Linked DNA regions of Capsicum annuum: region 1 is linked to region 2. A link is a contact called in public Hi-C data. All regions are on one chromosome and are shown on one strand. Each heading gives the region's core, a stretch centred on a gene start, on an enhancer-like site or on the middle of the called end of the contact. The rest is flanking DNA. Distances are from core to core; before and after follow the strand shown. Region 1 has its middle 76 kb from the start of LOC107869748. Region 2 holds the start of LOC107869748 (transcription factor MYB56).

What was found. Hi-C and Micro-C count contacts between places; a contact is called where the count stands out from the background.
Region 1: a Hi-C map of leaf shows a contact between it and region 2, with 2.4 times the contacts expected there. The contact joins the enhancer-like site here to the promoter of LOC107869748 in region 2. A contact is called at or near these places in 3 of 5 Hi-C or Micro-C datasets (leaf, pericarp and placenta).

What each region holds. Positions count from the first base shown.
Region 1 is chr11:19,340,073-19,346,869 of UCD10Xv1.1, reverse strand. No RefSeq gene overlaps it. Among protein-coding and RNA genes, the nearest start is that of LOC107869748, 76 kb to the right of the region's middle. Within about 2 kb of position 3,154, at least 4 of the 5 cell types and tissues checked have an H3K27ac peak or open chromatin away from gene starts, as enhancers often do. A contact at or near this core is called in leaf and pericarp, where this site is marked.
Region 2 is chr11:19,263,350-19,271,082 of UCD10Xv1.1, reverse strand. LOC107869748 (transcription factor MYB56) reads left to right here and starts at 3,637. Exons shown (of 3, transcript XM_016716200.2): 1 at 3,637-4,837; 2 at 5,181-5,720; 3 at 6,204-6,636. The coding sequence starts at 4,354. The coding sequence ends at 6,538.

The DNA.
Region 1 (6,797 bases), core at 1,905-4,404, 76 kb before region 2:
CCTTGTTTAATGGATACCTCTCCATTGAAAAATTAATTTTCATATATATATATTTTTATATTTTGTCTTGCTCGGTGAAAATTCTAATTTCATCACTCACTACTAATACCTGATGTTACATGGTAAACTACACTAATTAACTAAATTAAGAAATAAAAAAAAAAAACTTAAATCCTAGAACTAGAATAAGGCTACCCCCCACCCCACCCAAATACATCCAGAAACTTTTTGGCTATGAGTGGTTAACATCTACCAAATCATGAAAAAGTGGGAGGGGATGTGAAATAACAAACCTTTACTTACTATTTGTGTAGTAAATTCAGAATGAGGTCATGTTTTATTTTAAGCACTACAAAGTGGTACTTAATTAATTTTTCTGATTGCTTTTTTACTGACTTATTATAAAGATTTTTAATTTCTAACCTTTTTATAGATATAGCCTATATGTAGTATTGTTGGGTTGTAAATCTAACTCCTCCTTTAGATAAGCTAGTTCAAGGAAGTTAGTGTACAATTTTTCTTGTTGTGTGTGATGACCTATATATATTTAAATTCTGATCAATTTCTTCACCTAGTTTGCTAGCTCTTCCTAGACTTATTCATGAGTCCTAATAGTGTTGAACCCCACAACCAGTCACCATAATTGACATCTCACATTTCAATAACTGTTTTTTCTTTATCTTGAAAAAAAAATATAATTTTTAGTTTCTCCGTCTCAATTTATATAACATAGTTAAAATTTTAAAAATCGATCAAATTTTTTTAATTGAAATTTCTTTATATATATGAATTTTAATTTATTAATTATTTTATTTTGTATAATGACTTTTACATAGTTTTCAATATATAAACTTTATTTTGAAAAATTTTAAGATTCTATGTTTGAATTCATGATCAAATTTTAAAAGTTTGAATATCAAATTTCAATCGCGCCACATAAATGTAACAAAGGAGTAGGCAATTATCTTGGTTAAACCCTCTATTTTAATTTATTTATCCTATTTTCTTCTTTACTTCATCTAAAAAAGAATATATCTTTCCTATTTACTTTTTTAAAGTTTTGTGTGAAGTAAACTAAACAAATATTTGGGTAAAATGGTTTATTGAATCCCTGTACTAGATCGATTTTGTAAATTAAATACTGCTATTTACATGTTTATCATCTAGATTTCTGAACCCACTAAAAACCTATATTTTAAATCCTTTAACCATTGACTTTGCTTATGTAGCATTAAAATACCGACTATGACAAGGAAAGTGATTACACTCGCCTGGGGTGCAAGTGAGGTTCAATTTTTGATCAATTTTATATTAAAAGAATGAAAAAAAGGATAAAAACTTTTTTCAACCTTTTAATTTTAAAAATATTTTAAAAATTTAAAAATAAAAAATAAAAAAGCCCTCCTAAACCCCCTCCCCCTATCTAGCCCACTCCCCCACCCCAACCCAGCCCCCATCCCAACCCTGTCCAACGCCCCTCACCCCACCCCCAGCCTCATCCAGCCCCTCTCTACCCCACCCCATCCCCGTCCAACCCCTCCCCACCCCATCCCAACCCCGTCCAACCCCTCCCAAACCCACCCCAGTCCCCATCCCAGCCTCCCACCCTACCCCAACCTTGTCCAGCCACTCTCAGCCTTGACCAACCCCCCACCCCACTCCCAGCCCCGTCCAACCCCTTGCTAGCCCCATCCAGCCCCTCCTCACCCCACCTCAGCCCCGTCTAGCCCCCTCTCCACCCCCAACCCCAACACCACCTTCAATTTTTTTTTTAAAAAAATTCCTCTCAATCAATATCTTTTTTTTTTAATTTAAATTTGAATCTTTTTATATTTTGTTTTGGGATTAAGCTTGAAAAAATTTAAAGTTTCTATGAATTTATTAAAGATATTCAAATTTAAAATTCAAAAATTCATTAAGTTAATATATGTGAATTTATAGTTAAAATTTTAAATTAGTTGGAGAAGAATTTTAATTATTTGGAATGATGGAATGAATTTGATATTTAATTTGTGAGAAAAAAAAAAATTAAATGACATTTTATAATTTAATTACTTGGATATTTAATCTAAAATATGATTATTTAAATTTTTCTACAATTTTATAATTTTTTATTTAATTAAATTAATTTTAATATCTAATTTGTCATGTAATATTTTAAAAATGACTCAGAATTTCATGAAATACTTCAAAATGACGTGGCACACGTGACAGATGATGTGACACATGTGGCAGCTTATGTGGCAGTTGACGTGGGATAGTGTGTTACACTCTTCAAAAATGTATTTAAAATATTGCTTTTTAGTGGGTTCAGGGATCCAGATGACAAACATGTAAGTAGAAGTGTCCAACTTACAAAATCGACCTAGTACAGGGGTCCACTGAACCATTTTACCAAATATTTGCAATGAATAGCTTAGTCCTCTATTTTGTTTTTGGCGCAAAATACCCTTAACATCAATATGTAACTCAAAAATATCATTATCGTTAGTTAAATAGCTCAAATTAAATTGCACTCCTCCCGAATGGTGCTCCAATCCAAAGTCCAAACTTGGATGAAAAATGGCCAATTTTACCCTTAAACTATTTGAAATGACTAACCACGAGAGTATTTTTGAGTTATCAATGATAAGGATATGTTCAATCAATTGCAAATACTTTCGTACGTCTTTAGTATATTATCCTCTTTCATGAACCTAGTCGACGTGTAAAATAAAATAATTTGCTCGTTCTAAATCTTTTTATGGTTCTTTTTTTTTTCTTTTACATTTTGAATTTTTCTGGAATGATTAAGAAGTATTTTCCTATGTTTTAATCTGTTTATTTTACTTTCATTATAGTTTGATCATAGAAAAATGCCTTCTTTCTGATTTGAAAACTCCTTAATTTCAATATTTCACCTAATAAGTCTAAGACCTCCGGGTTAAAACTTAAAAGACATTTTGTTACATTATTTATATATATAAAATCATAAAATTTAAAATTCTTCCTTAATTTCTAAACTTTATATTCCGTCAAACAAAGACACTAATTAAAACGGATCGGAGGGATTATAATGTAACTAACATAAAAGAGATTCAATATGTGGTCCAACTAAATAGGAGTTATGGTCAAAAGCTAAAGAATAATTGTACCAAGACCTTATTTACTTTCTCAACATTGGCTCTGAATTATTAGTCTTAGGTCATGATGTGATAAGAACAGTAGATGGGTGCATGATACATGGTAAATTGGCATGCATGCACAGATTAATACAAGTCTTGTCAAAGGTTTTTTATTGGCCAAACCCATCACCAGCCCCCTAAACTTTTGCACGATCTTTCACTTTGATACCTTAACTGGATCATGTTCATTTTTAACACCTCAACCAGCTATTAAGTGTGCCATTTTGATTTTTTTTTTTTATAATCAACTGATTTTGCAAAGTGTGTATAATACACACGTTTGCTGACATGACATACAACTAATTAAAAAAAGACATGTGGCATTCTTATTTAAAATAATAATTTTAAATAAATTATAATTTAAAATTTAATTTTTAAATAATGAACTTTAACTTTAAATAAAAAATTAATACATAAATAACCCCCCCTCACCCCAACATCATCTTCTTCAAGTACCCCACCCACCAAAATTGCTGCCACCCCACCACCACCCCAAAATTGCTGCAGCAACCCCTTCCCCCACCCTTCCCACAAACTAACGTTGCAGCAACGCAACCCCACCCCACCCATCCCCACTCCCTCCTCGATCATCTTCTCCAATTTTCATCTCTAAAAAATATCTTTAAAATTTTTTCAAATTTCTCAATAACAGTAGGGACAAGTGATTGCAATAACAAAATTGAAATTCACAGCAAAAGTCTCTTCTTTTTTTCTATCAAGAAATTATATAGAAGATGCAGAAATTCTTTGCATTGAGGTCCTTAATTAATTCTGCAATTACCAAAAAATTTAAATCTCAACAACATCGACGAGCTACTTTTTCATTTCATATATTTGTTTCCTTTTTGTATATGTTCATTTTTGTTTGCATATTCTTACAGTTTAAAGAAAGTGTAGCAAAGTTAATGGTGGAAAAAAAAATAGGTGGAAAATGGTGGGAAAAAGGTGGAAAATGGCGGGAGTAATTGAGAAGAAGAAGAGGGGGGGGGGGGGGGGGGGGAAAATCGATCAAATTTCATCAGTGTAATGCACTTTCTTTGCTATGTCACCGAAAAGTGTTAAAATGACACACTTATAGCTACTTGAGATGTCAAAAATAAACATGATCCAATTAAGGTATCAAAATAAAAGATTGTGCTAAATTTAGAGGAGCACCGATGTATTTAACCTTTTTTATTTTTCATAGAGGATTGATGAGACATGTCTTAAAGGCAAGGCAAACTCTCATTACTCTTTGCCTTGTGTTAGAAAGTGGTAGATGAAGGATTGGAGAAAAAAACACATCGATCAAGTTCATGTCCCCCCTCTATGAATTCATATTGTAAAAGAAATTGATAGGGTCCTTTAGGGTATTCATAGAGGACCACATTAACCCCACAACCATACAAATATTCATTGTTAAATGCCTCAATAGTTGTACTATAGCTAGTAATAGTTGTACTATTGCTACAACTACTAGCTAGCACTCTATGGCCAATTGTCTATTATTTTACAACTAGCTAGGTATTATTAATGAATGCTTTAATTTATCTGTCTTACTTCTTTTAATTTATTTAGAAAAGAATATTTTTTCCATGTTTTCGAATTCTTTAGTTCTAACTTTTTTTAGATGATATGTTTAAAATCATAACATTTCTGGATATTTTGATATATATTCTACTTATTTTTAATTTAAGATCATAATATTTAAAAGATATTTTTATTTTTTTATAATTTTATCTCAAATTAAAATCAGACAAATAAATTAAAAGGAGAGAAGCCTAGTACACACTACAAGTGTTAGCTTAGTGTTGTTTTGTGATTTTGGTGTTTCTTCCTAACGGCTTTCTGTCAGGTCACTGTTTTTGACTTGTAATACTGCCTCTCTGTTATCTTATTTTGATCATTCTAGTGCTACTGTTAGAGCTAGTAAATAGTAGAAGTAATAATGTTTTTCAATGTTCACGATGCATGCCAAACTTTTTGGCCTAGGAGGCTAGCTAGCTACGTCTTGTTAAATCCTTGTTTGGCTCAATGTTTTGTCTAATTTGAATTTTTTAATAGAAAAAGAAATTGATTTTTTTCGATTTAATTATCCTACGATTTCGAAAATAATCATTTTATCTCTGCGAGATAGGAATAAGATTTGCGCATTCTATTCTTTTCATACTTTACTTGTGGAACTAAGTATGTTATTATTGCTGATTTAATTATCCTACATATGATAATTGCCTGTTTGACTAATTTAAATTAGCGTATAGAGGCTAGTTAAAGAGGGAAAGTAGATTCGTTCAATTTTTTTGTGCTCGATTTTGAAATAATTGGTTACGGTGGAAGAATCACATCCATCATATCATATTTGGTGGTAATTGTTAATTAATCTTTTTAAAAGAATAAATTGAAGTCGAGGATAATCACTGTATTCCAAATTCGTCAATAATTTGCCGTAAATTGCTCGCAGCTAATAATTGTTTTACCTAATTAGATATCATTGATTAGTTGCTAAATAGGATTAACAACAAAGTTGTTTAGCTATAAAATTTATCTGTGGTTAGTTTCTGTTTGTTTTTAATAGTGTTATTTAAGTGGAGAACAACATTTGATTGAGTAATGAATGGCCAACACTATATATGCTTAATAATCTCCATGCAACCTTTACTTATAGTTTCCATTTTCCTTCCTTTTATCTTTTGACTGATCTACAGTATTTTTCTCTTACATAATATTATGATACATTAATAGTCTCTCCTTTGTAGTACAAACAGTTACATTACAGAAAGGAACATAAATTATTGCACAACCATTAATTTCAAAGCTTGCAACTATTTTAACCCCATTTCATCATTAATTGGTCTATGGTTCCTATATTTTCCTTTCTTCCTATAAAGCCTGTACAATCCTCTTCAAGTTTTTAAATTTAAATTTTGTGAGTAAACTATTTGACAACTTTAGTGTATCCTGCATAGTGATAGATCTAGAATTTTTAGTTTTATGAGTTTTGGCCCATCATTTCTTTTTTTACTTGTTATGATATGGAGTAAATGATTCTTTTAACGGTAATATAAGGTTTAAGTCAAAACTACTGGATTGTGTCGAACTCATAATTGTATTGATGGCTCTTCTTTGATCTTGTTATGTTCCGGAGTACATGCACAGTACTATGAATATGTGCAAAGAAGTATAATTAGAGTCGATGGCTTTCAGAAACATTCTCTCTATCCCACAAGGGGTAACATCTGGATACATCTTATCTTGAGACTACACTGAATATATTGTTGTTATTGTCGTAGGTTAAGTATAAATATAATTTGCTATTCAACTGACAACCTATTCTTTCGATTCAGAATTCACAATGTCTAAATTTTGAATAACAACCAACAAAAAATGTTGTTTGTTGGGTAAGGACTAGTTGGTTTCACTTTGGTCTAGTGCCATGAGGACAAAGTTAACAGACTTCCATGCTTGATAACCCTAATTAGACCACCATGCTTATTAGTCCCTTTCGCTTTCACTCTCCAGACATCCTTTGGGCTATTTCTTGGCAATCCCATGTTACTGGTTGGGACATTTGTCTTTATTTTGTGTGAGCCCTTTTGGACACTCTCTTATTCAACATTTATCATTATCCTTCTTCCTTTTAATTAATTTCATGTA
Region 2 (7,733 bases), core at 2,388-4,887:
AGATTGCCAAAAGTAAATTTGAATTCTAAAAAATACAACTTTAAAAGTTCAAATTTTCAAGTTCAACTTCAACGTATATGGCTAAACGGAAGCTTAAATTGTACAAAGATGGTATAAATTATTTGTATAATGTTAGTAAAATCATATCCTATTATAACTACATTTCGTTATAACCGTCATATCTTTTTTTAATATATTTTTATTTTATGTTATATTATATATTCTTCATAACATTTTTGCCATAACTAAAATATATTCAGAAAAAACAACACTATTTTATAAATTGCGATTTGACAGTATACATATTTAAATCCTTTAAATAAAATGTTTAAGAAGGTAGGAACTTTTCCCCAACTAATCATTGATGTTACACATAAATAGACATTGGATACACTTCAAAATACAAAAATCAATAGGCCAAAAAAAAAGACAAATGAATTAGGTTTCTTTGTTGTGACGATTTATTATGATTTATGGGATAGTAGTTTACTGGAATCAAAGCTAGCACACGAAAGAAACAAGTACTCTTATTTACCAACTATTTATAAATAATCACCAAAATTATTCTGTTTAAATAAATTACTACTTATTTGTATAATGTCATTTTTCTGCAAAAAAAAAATGTCAATTTCCTTGGTCAAAACAAAAAACAACACTACTAAAATTGGCCCTTGGTAGAGGAATGCTTTGTTTGATGCATCAAATATAAGATCAGGGACTCATTCGATACGCCGGATAAGGTAAAATATTTTTATATTAAATTTGGAATTATACTGTATTTGGTTGATGATATAAATTAATATTATCAGCCAAATACTACATAAATCTAATTTCAAACTAAATCTTAAGATATTCCACCTTATCTCACTTGGAATTATTTTGTCCCACCTCCCAAGAAGGATAAACGAGTCCAGTAATCATAATTCCAGGATTATAATTCCAAAATAATATAATCTGTGTAACAAACAACCATAAAAATTACTATACGACTAAAGATTTAATATATTGCATTTCAATTTTTTTTTAGAAAAAAAACAACAGTAAACATGTACAAGTATATTAGTTTGTTATTCTAATCTGATTAAATAATAAAAGGGGCTTCCATGGGCTAATTAGTTTGGCTGTTAAATGTCTTAAAATTTTGATTAATCTATCAGATGACAGCAATTAACCAGTGTCCAATTCCCTATATAAATCAACAAGAAGGAAAATGATAGTTGCAACTTTTGGTAATCACCCATATACTAATCAATTAGCTTTGCCTGATTTGGCAACTTAATTATTTCAAGTTTTCTTCTCAAATCACCTAGAGTACTCAATTAAAGGTTGTCAAAAGACAAAAATTAAACAACCCTAGTTGAATTTTTGAGCTACTTAGTACTTTTCATGCAAAGTAGAATAAGTAAGATTCTTATCATGATTATCGAAAAGAAAAAAGTTTCAACTGATGAGTCTATATAACTTACTTTTAGTTTAGCTATATAGATAAGTCTAATCTCTTCCATTTTTTAACAAATGTGTCAACTGATGAGTCTATAAATCTTACTTTTAGCTATATAGATAAGTCTAATCTCTACCAAATTTTTCCAAATGTATCAATGGAAAAGCTAAGCTATCAACTGTGCTAAAACAGCAAATTAATTACTACTAAAGGGGTTTTCTTAGTTTGATGTGCATGAAATTTAACAGCACAGAAATACTTTTAGATTTTGTTATCTTGAACAAAATATGTGTAATTTTTTCCCTCAAGAATGTTTGAACTGAAAAACTTACATTTTGTTCTATCACAAGTGACAAAACTATATATGTAAATTTCCCTTGTATATAGTTCCTCCTCAAACCCCATTATGAAAGAATACATGGGTTATATTGTTGTAGCTATACCACAAAAACTCTTTCTGTAATAGACCAAAAAGTAAATTAAGACACTTAAATTGAAACAGAGGAAAAATGTATTTTTAACTTGGTAGTTAACTCACTTTATTTTTTTAGGTTACTAATTTTAGTATTTTTTTTCTTGAAAATCAAAAAATCTGCGAGGGTTAGTGGCACGTAGTTCGAAATTCAATGAATAACGGATCCGCGACTCTACAGTTTTGCCCTTTTTTCATGATTTAAATATCAAAATTTTGTTTGCAATAAGGTCGGAACTTGCTTCATGTGTCTGACCCATACATTATATATTACGCTCTTATCACTAGATCAAAACCATGGAACTATTAATACCATGTTTTTGTATGTAATAAAGGAGAATTTTTCGAGGGCTAGTAATGCACCATTCAAAACTTAATAGATAATAAATCCGCCCGCTACTCAGCTCCACTTCGAACTCATGATGTGCTTCTAATCCACATTACGTATTGTATTCTTACAGCTATATTTACATGTACGATTATTATTTCTATAATATACAGCGTATACAAGTTAAACACAACTGGAGGACATTGATTGGATATATGGATTGAGCTGGAAGTTTGACTAGTTTATATTTGAGTTGTTTTTAGCTGGTGAGGAGCAGGGGGGGGGGGGTACGGGGTCCTTAGGGGGGTGTGACCAAGCTTCATATTCACAATTGATGTGTCTTAGACCTGTAACAAACCAGGTTAGCAGTTATCAACCCCATATGAGTCTTTCATGTCAGTATGGAGTGAGACAGCCTAAAAGCCCTTCTATCCCTACCCAACCCCGCACCCCACTCCACCCCCACCACCTCACTGTATATAATGACTATGACCACATTGATATATTAATATTATGGGATAAAATCCAAATTACAAAAACAAAATAAAATGATATCCTGACTCAATCTCACACGTGCAAGTGACATGTTTTTGCTTTTCTGTTATTATACTTTTTCCTCTCGTAAAGTATTTTTTTGGGTCCCCATTGAAACAATATTTTCTCTATAATAGTTAAAGTTTAAAAAAATCACTTAGCTTTTTGTATAGTACATAATAATAATAACTTTAAAATATTTGTTTTAATTTAATGAGATGGTTATAACCACATAAATATAATTTATTTTAGAATAGGCAAAGCTAGTAGTTTGAAGACATATTCGGTCGAAGTCAATAATTTTTGCTCAAATAGTATATCTATGATAAAAAAATTCATTGAATTTGTAAAAAGTATAAAATTTAGAATTATATTATTAACACTTGAAGTCTTTGTTTTAAAGTTCAAAATTCATAAAATTGAAATCATGGTTCTATAAGTTTCAAAAGTAAGTTTTTTTTCTTTTTAAATTTCATGCCCAATTATCAGACAAATATGATAATATCGTACAAGCTTATTCACATTTTAACTAATTCATTGATCGGATATATGAGTGTTATTTTTGTCTTTTTAGAAGCGTAAAGTGTTGCATAGAAAATACTTTTATAAAAAATGAATTGTCTAAACCATACCCTCTAATTGTTTAAGCTGATATCAAGAAGAAAAGAGCACTTTTAAAAAAAAAAAAATCTCATTATAGTATATTTAATAAAGGTATACTGACAACTCATTCTTAAAAACCCTTTTTCTATATAATAACCTAAGTTCAAAAACTACATAATATAATGTCCTCTTGTGACTAAAATATACACTTATCAAACGTTTTAATTTTGCTTATTTCAGACATGTTGCACCAAATAATGCTGTCGACATTAAAAAAAAAGTACTCATATTTCTTTCAAAAAATAAAAAAGCCTTTGATGAGTTTTTATATAAATAAGTGGGTTAAGTATTTGGGGTCAGTTAGCATCAGGTTTGTTAAGTGTTTCTCCTGTCAAAACAACACATACATAAACACACACAAACACCAGCACAATTAACCAATTTCCTCAAAAGTTCATAGATGAAGCAAAGTGGCAAAAGGGGCTGTGAAAAATATACGAGTTTTTGAGGTTTCTTGTTAGGAGAAGAAACAAACAACCTTTTCTTGTTTTTTTGTGTGTGTTTTTCTTGATGTGAAGAATGTTGTAAAGGGCATTCCTTAGCTCATTTTCATGATTTGTTCTTCAAGAATGTTAACAAGATCAGCATCATTTTCTTGTCTTTCTTCTACTATGAGTGCTACTATTTCAAAGCGGGTTGTTTGTTGATTACAAAAAGTAGTAGAGCTTCTTTCTTTAGCTCATTTTCATCGTTTATTGTTCAAGAATGTTGTGAAGATCAAATTTTTAAGCTCAAAAAGATCACGTCATCAATATCATTTTCTTGTTATTGTTCTCCTAGGGGTGTTGCTACTTCATTGGGGGTTGTTTCCTTGATATAGAAAAAAAGTAGTAAACCTCCTTCCTTAGCTCATTTTCACCATTTATTGTTCAAGAATGTTGTAAAGATGAAATCCTAAAGCACAAAAAAAATTTCATGTCATCAACATCATCATCTTCTTGTTCTTGTTCTCCTATGGGTGGTGCTTCTACTTCAATGGGGATGTTTTTTGCTGATATGAATTCACTTTCCATAAATACTCCCAAAAGTGTTGACGAGGGTAAAGGGAGGAAGGGTTCTTGGGATTTTCAATTCTTGAATAAAGGTGGGGCAGTTTTTTCTTGTTGTCAGAATCTTGATGAAGTCCAAAATAGTGAAGAAAATAATGAGAGTATTGATCTTAATGCTTCTTGCTACAATGAAGAGAAACAAATTACACTGCATAGTACTTTTAATAGTAATAATAGCAGTAGTGGTGGTGGTGGTGGTAATAATGGTAAGGAGACAGAGAGTGGTCAATCAAAGCTTTGTGCTAGAGGCCATTGGAGACCAGCTGAAGATGCACAACTTAAAGAACTTGTTGCTATTTATGGCCCTCAGAATTGGAATCTTATAGCAGAAAAGTTAGAAGGAAGATCAGGTAAGCAAAAAAAAGATCTCATCTTTTTCAAGATTCTCATCGAGGGTCTATCGGAAATAGCCTCTCTATCTTTCGAGGTAGGGGTAAGGTTTGTGCAGACACTTATCTAGACTGACTCTTAGAATTACATTGACTATGTTCTTATTGTATCTTTTTCAAAATTCTGGCCGAGGGTTTGTCCGAAACAACCTCTCTACCTTTTGAGATAGGGATAAGGTCCGCATACACGCTACCCTCCCAAGACTCGAATCATGGAATACGTTGAGTATGTTGTTAGTGCAACTTTTTTAAGAATCTTGTCCCTTTTTAAGTTGACGTTTATTTTTCTTGTTTTGATGTGAAGGAAAAAGTTGTAGATTGAGGTGGTTTAACCAGTTGGATCCAAGAATTAACAGGAGGGCATTTAGTGAAGAGGAAGAGGAAAGATTAATGGCAGCTCATAGATTGTATGGTAACAAATGGGCAATGATAGCAAGGCTATTTCCAGGGAGAACAGATAATGCAGTGAAGAATCATTGGCATGTAATAATGGCTAGAAAATATAGAGAACAATCAAGTGCTTATAGGAGGAGGAAAATGGGACAATTTGTTTATAGAAGATCAACACTAGTAGTTGAAGAAGCAGATAGTGGCAAAGCACAAGCACCAATTATCAGTTGCCAAAATTCTGTTAACCAATTTGGTGCCACTGCTAATACTACTAGTGTGAAAATAAATAATGATGGTCCAAATGGTTGGGTTGTTTATGAACCAAATGGCTCACCCCACATGACTGTTTCTGCTGGAGAAGCAGCAGCAGCAACCCCTAGCAGCACCAATAATGTCACTCTCCTTTCTCCTTATTCACCATTTTGTGCTCCCCCTTTTGACTCATTACCTGCAGGTATATTTCGGTCCATCCCTTTTAACAATTTGTTTCATCAACTTAAATTCTGATTTGGACTTTTTTTTCCTTGAGACAAGGGTCTATTGGTAACAACCTTGATAGTGTACTTACAATCTATGTTCCTCAGTCCTTATTGTATGCTGTTGTTGTTCATTAACTTAATTACACTACGGTCTTCTTCCCTTTCACACTTTTCGGACAACATTTGGTCGAGGTTGAAAAAAAAAAAAAAAGGTAAACTAAGTTTGAAGTCTATAGAAGATTATTTGGAAGTTGAAAAATTGTGTATGAACATGAATTTCAGTGAAGAAAGAGTTCATTTTGTGAATAAAACTCAATTTTTTTTTTTGCAAAATAATGGACGAAATTGTAAAATTGACATTATTCCTATATATGTCCCTAGCCTCTGATAACTAGAAAATTTTTATTTTGTTCCTTATGATTATAGTATGAATGTTGATTTTTTGTTTTTGTTGAAAGGTCATTGTGGGAATGAGATGATGAATATTCTAAACCAGCAAGGGAACAAATCTTGGGATAGGAAAATGGAAATTACTGGTCACCAACACCACCATCCTACTCCACCATCTAATTCATTAATGATGATGAACAGTATGCAACAACAGTCACAATACTTGCAGTTTCCCTATGTCACAACGTCAAGAACACAAATCTCATCATCACCCTCAGCAGCACAAGCAGAAGGACTAGTAAAAGAGGAGGACAGAAGAAGCAGCAGCAACAACAACAACAACAGTGATAATAGCACAATTGCACCACCATTTATAGACTTTCTTGGAGTAGGAGCTACTTGAATCAATAATTGATAAAAAATTTCATGAAAATCATCAAGAAAAAGGACCCCCCTTTGAGTCTCTCTTACAATGAAATGGTAACAGTATTTTATTAGTAACATGTGTAACGTGTAGTAGTACTAGTAGTATTTTTAGTTTCATTCAGTTGTTATATGCCCCTCAAATTTGTGACACTGAAATATCAAACGGATAAAATAACTCAACTTTGCAAAACTGTTAGCAACTAGGTGTTGTCACTTCTTTGTTTTAGTTAGTGAGATCAAATAGTGTTACACTGTGTCATAACAGTAAAGTTCATAATTTTTGGGCATAGGGAGTGGGGTGATGGAGTTGTGGCGTGGGGGTGGGGGGACAAAGCAAGAAAAGTGGGGAAATTGAAGACCATCCTTTTCTCATGAACCTGCAAAAAAACAGGCAGAAATTCAGGGGTACTGAACACCAAAATCTTTTATAAACTTGCTATTTTATGCATTCAATTATGGTAACTGTTTAACATACATTGGCCTTCACAGAATCTTTATGTCACCAACATGAGAGTGCTTATTTGGAATTGTTCCAACACTGAACAGTTCAATACAAGACAATTCCTTCTCATTTCATCCCCACCCCCCCAATCATACACCAAAATATACCACGTAACTTAAATTTGGATTAGTTGAGAAAAGTGGTTACATAGCGGATTATTGTTAGTCGCGAAGTTAAAAATTTTGCTAATTAACGAAATTTAAGATAAATTATGCATTACTTATTACACATACATGATATTTTCTTTGTGGTTTGGATCAACACAAAATTTAAGAAAGAAACAAAGACTTGAAATTTATAGTCTAAAATATGTCATATTATTTGTGTGGCTATAGATTTTTTGAAGTGCATAGTCTTAAGTATACCAAAAAATTGTAGGACTATGAAAACTTCTAAATAAGGATAAAATGAAATTTATTTGCTCAATTATTTTCAAATTTAGAAGTGCATCATTATTTTCAGAATCGACTAAAAAAATATCACATAAATTGAAATCGGAATACATTCAAACCTCTCTATAATAACATTTTTAATTGCCTGAATAATTTTTGGCGCTTTAGTGTCGTACTAATTTGGAGAACATAATATAACGTAATATGAAAGATCTGTTCCATAAAAAAGATTTATCATTGTAATAAAAAAATTATTACTATAAAGGATGATGGTAAAA